Regions from separate parts of the Mus musculus genome. Here all the other regions are linked to region 1. The links are chromatin contacts, called in public HiChIP or PLAC-seq and promoter capture Hi-C maps. All regions are on one chromosome and are shown on one strand. The core of a region is the stretch at or near the end of the contact, and the rest is flanking DNA. Distances in the headings are between cores, read along the strand shown. Region 1 holds the start of Ccdc125 (coiled-coil domain containing 125). Region 2 holds the start of 1700099I09Rik (RIKEN cDNA 1700099I09 gene). Region 3 holds the start of Cd180 (CD180 antigen).

Region 1 (4,079 bases), core at 463-2,962:
GTCTTAAAAATAAGATGTGAGGTGCCTGAGGAATAGTCTCCAAGGTTGTCCCCTGGCCTCCATGGGCACACACATACTCTGTATTTTAATTTATGAGAGGATTGTATCATCTCAGAAAATACAAACCTCTCAATTATATTTTAGATAAATTTTTACCATCTTAAAATTCAGATTTAATAGCCCAGCATTAGTGGCACATGCCATTAATCCTAGCACTAGGGAGGCAGAGGCAGATGGGCCTCTCAATTTGAGGCCAGACTGGTTTACAAAGCAAGTCCCAGGACAGCCAGGATAAAGAAACCCTGTCACAGAAGAAGAAAAAAAAAATCTGATTTAAGATTTGGTGACTTTGCCGGGCAGTGGTGGCGCACACCTTTAATCCCAGCACTTGGGAGGCAGAGGCAGGCGGATTTCTGAGTTTGAGGCCAGCCTGGTTTACAGAGTGAGTTCCAGGACAGCCAGGGCTACACAGAGAAACCCTGTCTTGAAAACAACAACAACAACAAAAAAAACAAAAAACAAAAAAAAAGATTTGGAGACTTAAATGTAGTCTCGGGGTGTGGCTCAGTGATGGCAAATGTTTAGATGTACAAAACCTGGCTTAGTCACTCACTGTTCTACTGCTGTGAAAAAACACCGTGACCAAGGCAACTTATAAAAGAAAGCATCTGATTGGGAAGTTTGCTTACAGTTTCAGATGGTGAGTCCACGGCCATCATCGTGGGGAGCACCGCTCTGGAACAGTAGCTAAGAGCTTACACCTGACCCACAAGCAGAAGAGAGAGACTGGTCCACCTTCAGTGACACACCCCCTCCACCAAAGTCACACCTCCTAATCGGTCCCAAACCTAGTAGTTCCACTAACCAGAGACTAAGCATTCGAAAAATATAAGCTTATAGGAGCCATTCTCAAACAAACCGTCACAAGCTCACTGTGATTACCAGCACTTCAAAAAAAGACACACTTCACATCTGTTAAAAGAGTTGCTTGTGTGTGCGGTGTATTTGTAGAATAGACGAATGTAAGTACATGTGTGCACGTGTTAATGGACCTTGCAGTTCACACCAGGTGTCTTCTTTTCTCCATCCCCCTACCCGCCCGCCCCCATGCCCAGGAGTCCTGATATATTAGTTTTAATTAATCAATTTTCCGGTGGACATACGTTTGCAGATTTTTACTATCACAAACACATGAGTGATAACATATATTAGTATGCCGGCAGTCTGAAACATGTTTTTTAATGAGCTTTGAATTCACACAGCCACTCCTGGAAGTAGTGCACTAGTTTCAACACAGGTATAGAATCACGTAGCTAGGTGATTGCATGAAGTTTATGAGAAAGACTCCCAAGATAAAATCCGTTCTAAGTCGGATTTTCCTCATGTCTAAGTAACTAAGGACAATACAGACTAGACTGGCTCTAGTCTGCGAAGTTCATTAGTGCCAGAGAAGGATCTGATGTCTATTTCTACCAGAGTAATCTTCAAGCCTGGGAAAGTGTTTGAAAATAACAAAGTCTTCGGTTAAGGGTATTGGCACAGAGAATTAGAACACAACCATTTCAACAAGGTCATGAAGTTGATCCAGTATGGCGGATGGGTTAGTGCGAGGTAGCACCTGTGATAGGAAAGGAGCAGGGGTCGCTCTCCAGGCATTGCCTCCCGCTCCGCCTGTGCTTCAGCGCTCCCTCTGGCCCAGGCTGCCTTCAGGGTTCCTAACCGGGCTTTCTAATGCCGAAAGCCGGTGTTCCGAGATCTACCTCTCCGGGAACCCCAGCTCCGGCACACTTTTCTCTTAGGGGGTTCCTGAAGTCCCAAGGTTGGGACTCATAATTTTCCATGTATTGACGCTCACCTTGCCCCAGTCTGTTCTAAATCTCAGACTTTTATTTGCCCGTCGGTTTGTCCATCCGGCTTTGGAGCTGAAGTTGGAGGAGGGCAGCTAACATCCGGTTGCACGGAGGCACGGATACTGGGCTCAGGAGAGCTGAAGCGCCGCTGGCCCACCCGGACCTGGCGATCCTTTCGGGTCCCCTGCGGTGGTCGTGCAGTCACGTGGCCCGAGGACGCGTGGCGGAGTGGGGTGAGCCTCTGAAGGGGCGCGCGGGCTGCGCAGCGGAAGGTTCGATCCTTGGGACGGATGCGCAGAGTGCCAGCGTCAGGCCAGGACACCGGGAACCCGCGGTGGGGAGGGTATGGAGCCGAGCTGCCCAGGAGTGGAAACTGCAGGTGGTGGTCAGACTAGCAATAGGGCTCCTTTCCCCACATAGAGCCAGCCATTAATGGTCTGACACCGAAGAATACCGATTTCAAAAACTCTGTTTCTGTCTTTTCTTGCTATTATTTAACTATTAGTTTTGAGCCATAAAGCTGTAACGCACTAAATGCTATGCAATATCCTGGTTTCAATATCTTGAAACAAAAAGGAACGAACAAAAGCCCTCGAGAAAAACAGGAAATCTACGGAAGTGTGTGGTTTAGTTTAACCTGCGCTGGTGTCTTTGTCTCAATTTTTGATAAATGTACCCTGATGCTAACTTTAGAGGAATTTAAGTGACGGGCATAGAGGTCTAAATCTTTGCAACTTATTGTAAATCTAAAATTATTCTAAAGCTAAAAGTTAATATATACAGCCCACAGCAAAGAGAAGCGGCTCATGGTTCACCAAGGAGGGTTTATGTTAGTTTTTTCCCCACCAAGCCGGACAGGACAGGAAGTAGGTAGCTGTTTGATCAACTTGTTTGCTAAAAGCAAAGTTGTCAGGCTGGTGGGGGTAGATCCTGCTGCCTAAGTTTTTCCCTTTGGAATGTGTCCTCTCTCATTTCGCTTCAACAAATATCTTGGAGAATCTGTTAGATGTGAGCAAATGAGACATACCTTTATTGGAGCCATGGAATGTGTTAGGGTAAGAGAGGGACATCCTTAGATCTGTTTAAAAAGTATTGACTCAGCACGGTGTGTAGGGTGGCTCTGTTGGTTCAGGCCAGAAGTTATCATAAATTCAACTAGGAAATTCAAGTGCAAAGGATATGATTTGGGGAGATATTTGTGAGACTTGAAGACTTGGGGATTAAAGGCATGTGAGGATCAAAGAGAAAGGGGGAAATTGATTCCAAATTTACTTGATGCTTTTGAAACATAGATGACACATTTGACAAAATAGAGAACCCTAGAAGAGACCCGGATTGGGAGTGGGGAAAGAAACGAACTTGGTTTCAGTTGTATTAGGATTGTAGGCAGAATGTCCGGCTGGAAACGTGTGTTTAAGAGTGGTAACAGTGGAAGGCAGCCTATCCAGGAGGAGCCAGAAGAGAAGGAGCCTTGGAAGGCACAGAGGTGGCCCTCCTGGCAAAAGGGCAGGAGCTGCTTTGTTGCTTGGTTGAGAAGCCCTGGTGTCCCAGAGAGCAGATGTGGGAAGTTAAAGTGTCAGAGCTCCTACAGAGGCTTTGGGGGTGGGGCTAAATCTTGGCGTTAGCAATCAGCAGGTCACTATTTTTCAGTTATTTTAGTGAAAAATAGGAATATTGCTGACAGTCTATTCATGCTTGCCCTTCCCCAAGTGTCCAGAGGACCAGACAGGGATGGATATGATTTCTAGTCCTGGCTATACTGACCGGTTATCTGTGTTATTTGGGCAAGTCATGTATTCTTGGATTAGGAAAAATATCTCTCAACAAAATCAAAAGAACCCTTTTATGTCTAGAAATATTAATAGGGTGGAGGAATGTTCCATGGAATATGCTTTGCAAAATGCTGATACATAAACAGAAGTTTAATACTCTAAAAAATTTTTTTTTTAATTTATATGTTGTAATCTCACTTAAAAAGTAGATAAACTGGTACACAAATTCTTCCCTTTCCTGAGGGGATGCGATCTTACTATGTCGCCCAGGTTGGTCTCAGCTGGTATTCTTCTTCAGCCTCTTGAGTGCCTTGTCATATATACCACCAAGTCTGCTTAATAGTGAAATTCAACGTATTTATTTGATTACTGTAGCTGAGAATGAGAAGAAGCCAGAAGATTAGAGCAAACTGCCAGAGTCAGTTTGAGGCCAAGCAGAACAAATCAGGGAGAAGCT
Region 2 (4,079 bases), core at 510-3,009, 2.1 Mb after region 1:
ACTTACCTGACAGTGTGGAACTGCTGATGGTGCTGGCTGGGGTGGTGACCTCGGGCTCCTCCTGAGTACACTCCTCAGAGGGAGGGACAGGTTTCTCTGGCTCCTCTCTGGGGTCTCCAGAGCAAGGGACAGCCTCATCTTGTTCCCCATCTGTCGAAATAGCCAGCTTGGGGAGCAAGCCAGAGCTGAGTTTGCACCTGTTGCTTTCAGTATCTGAAGAGTTGGAGGTCGATAACTGTTGCCTTAATTAAAAAACAAGAGCAAGTCACACCTCCACCTCCAGGAAACCATTAAGGGTTGAGGAAACCAGGCTAAAAGGGAAGCTGGATAATCCTAACCAATGGATGTCTGGAGCAATTGTTCTTATGATATGGTACCCAGTGTCAGCACAAGCAGGGGGCATGGAAGGACATCTATGCTGTTGGGGCAATCTGAGATCTACTGGAGTGGAAACTCTGGGCGTGGGTCTCAGATGCACTGCCCCAGCACACACTGTTTACGAGGGCCCTGGGGAGCTTCTCACGTACATTTCAGAGTATTCGGAACTCCAGCTGAGTGTCTCTGTGGATGGCAACGTTGTGCTTTTGGTCTTGTCCTCAGAGTCATCTTTGTCTTCTCCTGAATTTTGAGTTATGCGATCTATACTGCTGAAAACCTGCGGGGCGAATAACCATTGTTTATGAACTACATCTAAAAAGAGCTTGTCAGAAGTCTTAGGGAAAAAAATTAAAAAACCAAAACCCCGAATATTGAAGTAAAATCAGGAACTGGCAGACCCACACATGGTGGTGCACACCTTTCATCTCAGAACTTGGGAGGCAAAGAGCGGCAGATCTCTGAGTTCTAAACCAGCTTGGTCTACAGAGTGAGTTTCAGGACAGCCAGAGCTACACAGAGAAACCCTGTCTCTAAAAAACCAAACCGAACAAAAAAAATTGGAAACTAGGGCCATGTTGTGGAAAATGCTAACAAGGTTGTGTGCACGCCACAAGAGAGAAGGGTTAAGGTATGAAGACACATTCTTTTCGAGTGGGGGGGCTGGACTGACCCTCTCCTTTCACCAAACCTCAAGGACTCTGTATCTACAAAGAAGAATCGTAGATGCACTCAGGTTTCATGGTTTCGGAGCAATGTACATCTCAGACTGGCTCGGGGCTCAAAAAGTAACCAGATAGAGAAAATGATACAGAAAAGAAAAGGTGTTTAATGGCCGCCAGTCAGGAGTTGAGGTTGCGTGCGGGTAGAGGAAGGGATGGTGTGTTTCAGAACTTAGAGTGGGGCGGGTTCTGGGGAAGAGGGAGCTAACCAGATACCTTTGGCTTACAAATCAGGCAGCTGCAGCTGCAGTTGCAGTTGCAGGAGACTATAGCTTAGGCAAAGAGGCCTCTTTTTAGCCCACTTCTGAATCGCCACAGTCTCTCTAGAGTTAGAAGAAGATGAGGCTAAAGAACAGGAGGCCGGGGAAAATAAAACGCTTTCCAAAGTAAAGAAGCAAACTGTGTAGGAGGAGTTCTGAGAGAGAGCAAAGGATGGGTTGTGTTCTGAGGACCCATCCGATGTCAGTTAAACTTGCTTCAGGACACACATGCTGTAAGTCTCCAGGGAAATCCCTGCCCCCATGTTGGTCCTATAAACAGACAGGGGCAGCACTGGCTGATCTGCAGATGCATTTTGGGTAATCATTCAGGAAAACATACAGAGTGCTTTAAAATCACCAATTGTTATAGAATTCCTAAGGAAGAATCATGCAAAATGCCATGGCAACCACAAAGATGTAGCAACTGAGACTAGCAGAAAGGAGGTAGGGTGCCCTCTGGGTTTATTTCCATTATCCCTGGGTTCCCAACCTACCAAAAAAATCAGGTTGTTTGTTTGTCTGTTTTAAAATCTTACCTGAGTTTATAAAAAGGGATCTCTCTCAATCAATCTTATTTTCTTCTACCATTTCTAAACTTCTATCGTTGTCTTCCCACTGCCTTTTCGATATCAGTTATAATCTCTATTACCGATCAAAATATTTGCTTATCTCAAAGTCAAGTGTCCCCCAAGAACCCTGGCTCATGCAAAGAACTGAGTATCATTCCTGTGTTATACTGTGTCACAATAAGGGGGATCTCTGCACACAGTGACGCCTATGCCCTTCCTCATTGACAAAAGCCTCCACAGACTAGCTCTCAGCTAGACCTTAGGGGGCAGGTAGGCAAGTTCACCACATGACAACTCTCATGAAAGACAACAAAGCGTTGGCATCTTTGCCTCAAAGCAACAATCAACTCCCAAAGTTGGAGCCATGTCTTTAGGGTGGAAAACGGCTGCTTATTAAGTATATGAGACCATTTCCCCAACTAACTGGGAGTTTTGAGTGCTGGAGAACTCACACCCCACAAAGCGCAGGTGCTTTTACAGTCTAGTCCAACTGAGGTGGATACCAAGGTTTTGCATGCTGATGCCCCGTCCCACTTACTTTTGAAAACCTGTGTGAACAGGAAGAAAACTGCCTTATCTCCACGGTGAAGTCCTCATCGTTTGTATCGTCCTCCTCCTCCGTCTCCATGTGATGATACTTCTCTGACCGAGCTGCGGAGGAAGGGTTGGGAACAGTCTGGGTTACTCAGAGAGCTTCTGTATTTAACAGTGACAACTACCCTCTGAGGACCTGGAGCAGAACAACAGGGAGCTTTCTAGAATTTGTAGGTACGAAGTTGGAAAGTGTGAAGTTGGAGATGAACTATGGTTTTGTTTTTGTTTTTCTTTTTTTAAATCTAGGAAAGGCCAAAGGATGTCAGATAATGCACGTACTATCAAAATAACTTGTGTCATCCTCCGATTCCAGTTGGGGAATAAATTCCGCCTTCTGTCTCAGCAAACTGTTCCAGTCTAAGGAGCGGAAGAAACGATGCTGCTTCACTTCATAGGCTCCACCTGGACGGGGAGAGGAGCGAGGCTGAGAGGCTGAACCACCCTCTGTACAGGAAGCACCACGCTTACAAACAGTTCACGATATTTGTTAGCAGAGAAATGAAGAAGTGGTGGAGTCCACACTACCTCCCCCCCCCCCGCCCCCACCTTCTACAACCAAAACTTGAAAAAAAAAATTTCTAGACTTTATCAGCAGGAAATCAGATTTTGCTAACAGCGGTTGCTATAGCACAGATTTTTCTCAGTTAATTTTTCTACGACTTCTTCCATTTTTCAAAGGTTAATGACAGGGCCACTTAAAATCACATTATACTGAACCTGGGGACATGGACGCACGTTGGCCCAAAAACAGACTTGCTCATTACAAACCCTGAAGATCCTAACAAGGTGCAAAATGTGCTTACAGCAAGATTTCTTCTGGAGGGAAGGTTAATAATGATGGATTTTTCCTAAATATTATATAAAGTTTTCCATTCAGTTTTATCAGATTGCTCATTAACACAGGGAAGAATTAGAGTCAGTGCTTTAGATCCTTAAGTAAGGAAACGGCAAATTGGTTAGACAGATTTATAATTCGTCTAACATAAATCAGCCACAGGGGCTAAAGCTGAGGCTTCTGTTTGCCAGATAATTGTGGTAGTGCAGTTTGGTGAGAGGTTTTTAAATTTATTTAATGACTTTAAACAGTTAAAGGGCAAGGCTCACTGAAAATGTATTCACAACATCCCATGGAGAGAGAGGGAAGTGACTTGGTAAGAGCAGGCCCCGCCCTATCCCAGCACTCCAAAAGACCAGGGACTGAAAAAGCATCAGGAAGAAAGATTTCTCAGAAGACCATCGCAGAGGTCTAATCTGCCTGCTGGTCAAGCTTTCTTTGGGGTGGGGTGGGGTGGGGTGATGTAGCTGCTTCTCTCTGTGACTGTCATCCACGCCTCCCAACCTGTCCTCTGTGAGTGCACAAGGGACAGGATGGGAGAGGGAAGGGGATGGGGATGGAAGGTGGGCTGCGGATTTTGGCTGGGGAAGGGATGCTATCTGTGCCCATGGGATGACTCTAGCACGAGGCATGTTCCAGGTATTCTGAAAATACGAGAATGGAGCGGACAGAGACAAGTAGAGTAACGGACATAGGACTGGTTGGTACAAAGTGCAAGCGTGAG
Region 3 (4,079 bases), core at 574-3,073, 2.0 Mb after region 1:
CCTATCTGTTTGCAATAGTTTAAATTTTAATCTATTTCATATTTCAGGGTATTATGCCCTGAATATTTGATTTGAATGCTGTGGCAGAAGGTCACTCGTATTCATTTATTTTTCTTTTACTCTTATACACTGGCAGGGAGTCTTTTGAATCCATTATGCAAACGCACGCAAATCATATGCAAATGACATGGCCTCAGAAAAATGACAAAATCTTATGGCCTTAACGGAGCCATCAAACCTTTCTTCAAGACAGAAAGCAATACACCTTTTCAGTGTCTCTGGGGTAGGAGACAATTTCCTGAGAGTGATATTTACATGACATTGGGATCGGTGGCTCACAGCCCACATCCCGTCCCTTTGCTTTCTTTATGTTTATGCAGGGCTTTAAGGTTAAGAAAGCGTTTTCCTACAAATGATCCCTTTTGATCCTCATAACTACCATGTGATATAAGCACAACAGCCCCAGTCTTACAGACAAGAAACTACATCCAGGGAACTGTGGTGTCTTTTTTGGAGGTCACTCAGATGGCCAGCAGTGGACCTGAGGCTTAGCCCCTTTGGTTCCTCACTGTGAGGGGTGCCTTCTGTGAGGTAAAGTGCCCTGCCATGCACCTTTATTGGCTTAGATCATGTTTTGCAAATAGCATCTTCAGAGGTATGCTTGTTGGTGAGGATGGCATTTTATGGAACGCCTCGTTACTGAGAACATCCCTAACGAAGCCCAAAGGAGAAGCTTTTCCTGCCCCTGTTCAGCCTCTGCTGAAAGAGAGGAGTGAACATCCCTTGTCCTGTCTACTATTCAAGTCTATTCAATTGTTTTAGAAGGCAACACCAGCTATCCCCCATATATCAACCGGTTCAAGGTCAGAAAAGACCTGTGGTAGCTAAGTTCACTGGGTAAATGCTTGATCTTTTTCTCTCCCTGCCACTCCTTGATCTTCCAAATAATTACTGCCCCTATTGCTTTTTTCTCCCCTCACCCCCTAGAAAGGATTTCCTGTAACCTGGGCTGGCCTCAAACTCCCTCTGACCTTGAGTGACCTATCTTCCTGCCTCTATCTCCGGAATGCTGAATTTCTGGTGGGTATGCCCATGACTGTTTGTTGTATGGGATGCTGGGGATCAAACTTGGAAGTTTAATGCATGCTAAGAAATCACTCTAACAACTGACTTATTCAATGTCAAAGCTATTTCTAAGGCAAAAGGGACCCCAAGCTGATATACTTATTTCTGCTCCAGCTGTCTTGTTTAACTTTGAGCCTTTTGTGAAACCAGACAAGGGGCTTTCACCTGAGCCATTTTAACAGTCCTAAGTCACTAGGGTGAGAGAGAAAGTAATCTGTCCACAGAAAGAACAGCAGTGGTCCAGGAAGCAGATGAGGTTCACTCAGCTAGCAGGACCGTTGGGCCTATCTCCTTCTGCCCCAGTCCCCAGTGTCAAAGCCCTCAGGTTTGCTGCAGGAAAGCACTCTGCCCTGCTCTACCCTTCTCCTAACCACTCACAGGGACAGCTAGAAGAAGTGGTGTCCATTGTGAGTGCAGCAAATTCCTACATCCACAGACTCTCACAAGGATAGAGACTAGAAATTGGCTAAGTGGCCCAAACCCCTTGAAACTGGCTTCAACGCAGTGGGAAGCATCGTAGTGAGATTCTAGAGAGCTGCACAACTCATCCGTGTGTTTGACAGGAAATGCAGTAGGCCATCATGGGGTAGGGCTCTTAGTTATTTTTGGCCAAGATGGTTGGTATGCAAAAAGAACTTCCCCTTTTTTTTTTTTTTTTTTTTTTTTCCTTTTGCATGACAGATCCACAAATGCTGAGCAGCTCCCAGCATTTCGGTTCTAAGATCGACCTTCTGAGCACTTCATTGCCTGCCAAATTGCCAGGGCTATTAGAGTGTGATTAGATTGCTTGGCTCTGAGCATTAGATAATCCTACGCAGCTGGGCTTGCTCTGGACCTGGGATGGCTCCGGACATCAGCTGCTTCTTTTTAGTGGCCCTCTTCTTGGCCAGTTGCCGAGCCACCACATCCTCAGATCAGAAGTGCATTGAGGTGAGTCCAAACTATTTGTCTCTACCCAGCTGCTGACACTTGCTGAAAAACTTGAGATATCGTATACAGATTCATCTGAGCTTTGGCTCGCAGTCTCTACTGTCCTGAAAAGGACAACGGGAGATATCATCAGGGGTTTGGTGCAAAGAGCAGATCCCCTCAATCCTGATGCCTAAAGCTGTTTGTCCACTGTCCTAGGACATGGTCACTCCCCACAGAACCCTTTGGTTTCTTAGCTGTCTTGAGAAGGGCTAGTAAAGACAGGCTCATGCCAAGATTCAGAAAATTTATAAGGATCATTGTGAATACAGATTGATCTTCTCCTCCAATTAGACAAACCCTTCCATCTGTAGGACTAACCAACCAGAGTAAATCTGAGACCCGAGGCAACTCAAACCTTCTGGTTTAAACTGTAACAATATTTATCAATGCATGGGAAACCATGAAGAGAATGGAGAGAGAGAGAATGGCCTCGATCTTTTGCCATCTTAAACCTCCCTACCACTGTCCTTGACCCTGGCCAGTAGCCAGTCCACGTGGGCCTGCTTGACAAATGGCGAAGACAGAAAAGACTGTGAGCCTTGATGGCTCGGTTAGCCGCTTTCCTACTTGGAGACCAAAAGGAGAATGTAGGCCAGGGATAGCTAGAAGTCAAGGGTATAAATTGAACCCAAAGCCAGGACTGGAATAAAGTCTGGAGCAGAAATAAACAGAAGCTTGTTAGCCTTGGATTTGGGTAGACTCGGGATGCTCCCAGACTGAGCAGAAATAGGATACCAGGGAAATCCAAGGCAGGGATGTTATATTAGTTTCTTTGGGTTTCCAGAAGCAGAGCTTCAGAGTGAGGGATTTTACACAGTAGGAATGTATTGTTTGTCGTTTCTGGAGGCTGGAGATCCAGGATGGAGGTAACAGCAAGGTTGTTTTCCTCTGAGGACTTTCCCTTGGCTTATCGTTGGTTGTCCTCTTGTGTCTCTCCCCATGCTTAAGTGTGTCTCATTTTCTCTTATTGGGACATTAGTCATGCTGGCTCAGGACCTACCCAGCATTCCTCATTTTACTGTAATCATATCTTGAAAGGCCTTCTCTCCAGTTATAGTCACTTGAGGCATGGTGTCCTCGGAGTTAGAATCAGTGGCAGGAGTACATGGTTGGGAGGATGGGACACAACTCAGCACATAAAAGAAGTAAAAGAGGGAAGGGCCTTCCTTCAGCAGCCCCAGCTCCACTCACCACATTTAAGCTGGGAGCTCAATGTCATGCATCATGTAGATGTCTTAGGGGGATCAGGATGGGGACATCACCTCAGTGACCAAGGACAAATGCCAGGCACCTGCTGACATCATCTCCAGATGGAATGGTCCTCCCATTCATTGGAGTTTCACAGAGCAAGGCAATATGCAGTGCAGCACTTGTGGGAAGTCAGTCTAGCCCTTCTGAGGCCACAAGGAGTCCAGGAAGGAAGCTTCCAGCGGAGGTACTGAGCCATTCAAACTACCCAAGGATGACACCAGGCTCTGGAGCTGCCAGTTCCCTTTTGTACATGACCCCTACATTGGCAGAGGGAAGAGGAATGGGGCAAAAAGAGAGAAGTTGTCTGCCTTAGGCCTCCAGTACTGTGCCTTTCAGGTCCTGAGGGTGGGGCTCAGTGCATCCCCTAAAGACCCTGTGTTTTATTAACATTCAATCTCTCTTCTCTCTTCCCCCTTCCCTCGTTTATTCTTTCTAAGCAGCTGAGTTCCTAAACTGTTTAATGCATGAATATGATGGGAGCCTGTTTCTAAGTGTTCCTGACCTCTAGGGCACAGGCACGTGGGAGAATGCAGGGCCGATTAGGAAAGACTATGCTTTTGGTTTCCATGTGTGGTCTCCTCCATCCAAACTAGCCTGCCTCGACCCAGCCTTCTCCTTACTTCCTTTTCTTCCACTTCCCACTTCAAGCATCAGTAGGCACTTGCTGCCTGTCTGTCCCCGTGACTCACCATCCGGAGCTTATCTTGCCTACCATGATAAGAAGGTTTTGT

The links. Promoter capture Hi-C pulls out the DNA fragments that hold promoters and counts their contacts. HiChIP or PLAC-seq counts read pairs in DNA pulled down with a chosen protein or histone mark.
Region 2: an H3K27ac HiChIP or PLAC-seq map of embryonic stem cells shows a contact between it and region 1, with 4 times the contacts expected there. The contact joins the promoter of 1700099I09Rik here to the promoter of Ccdc125 in region 1. A contact is called at or near these places in 1 of 39 promoter capture datasets (pre-B cells) and 2 of 115 datasets of contacts at active chromatin or transcription factors (embryonic stem cells and large pre-B cells).
Region 3: a promoter capture Hi-C map of pre-B cells shows a contact between it and region 1, with 4 times the contacts expected there. The contact joins the promoter of Cd180 here to the promoter of Ccdc125 in region 1. A contact is called at or near these places in 2 of 39 promoter capture datasets (embryonic stem cells and pre-B cells) and 1 of 9 other capture datasets (liver).

What each region holds. Positions count from the first base shown.
Region 1 is chr13:100,667,769-100,671,847 of GRCm38.p6, forward strand. Ccdc125 (coiled-coil domain containing 125) reads left to right here and starts at 1,713. Exons shown (of 12, transcript NM_183115.5): 1 at 1,713-2,083.
Region 2 is chr13:102,758,496-102,762,574 of GRCm38.p6, forward strand. It overlaps 1700099I09Rik (RIKEN cDNA 1700099I09 gene), which reads left to right and starts at 1,760. Exons shown (of 2, transcript NR_130318.1): 1 at 1,760-1,801; 2 at 2,767-3,401. It overlaps Mast4 (microtubule associated serine/threonine kinase family member 4), which reads right to left. Exons shown (of 29, transcript NM_175171.3): 20 at 2,800-2,922; 21 at 2,465-2,577; 22 at 528-655; 23 at 7-242. Gm17160 (a long non-coding RNA gene) reads left to right here and starts at 3,818. Exons shown (of 3, transcript XR_003950702.1): 1 at 3,818-3,994.
Region 3 is chr13:102,691,735-102,695,813 of GRCm38.p6, forward strand. Cd180 (CD180 antigen) reads left to right here and starts at 1,824. Exons shown (of 3, transcript NM_008533.2): 1 at 1,824-2,055. The coding sequence starts at 1,966.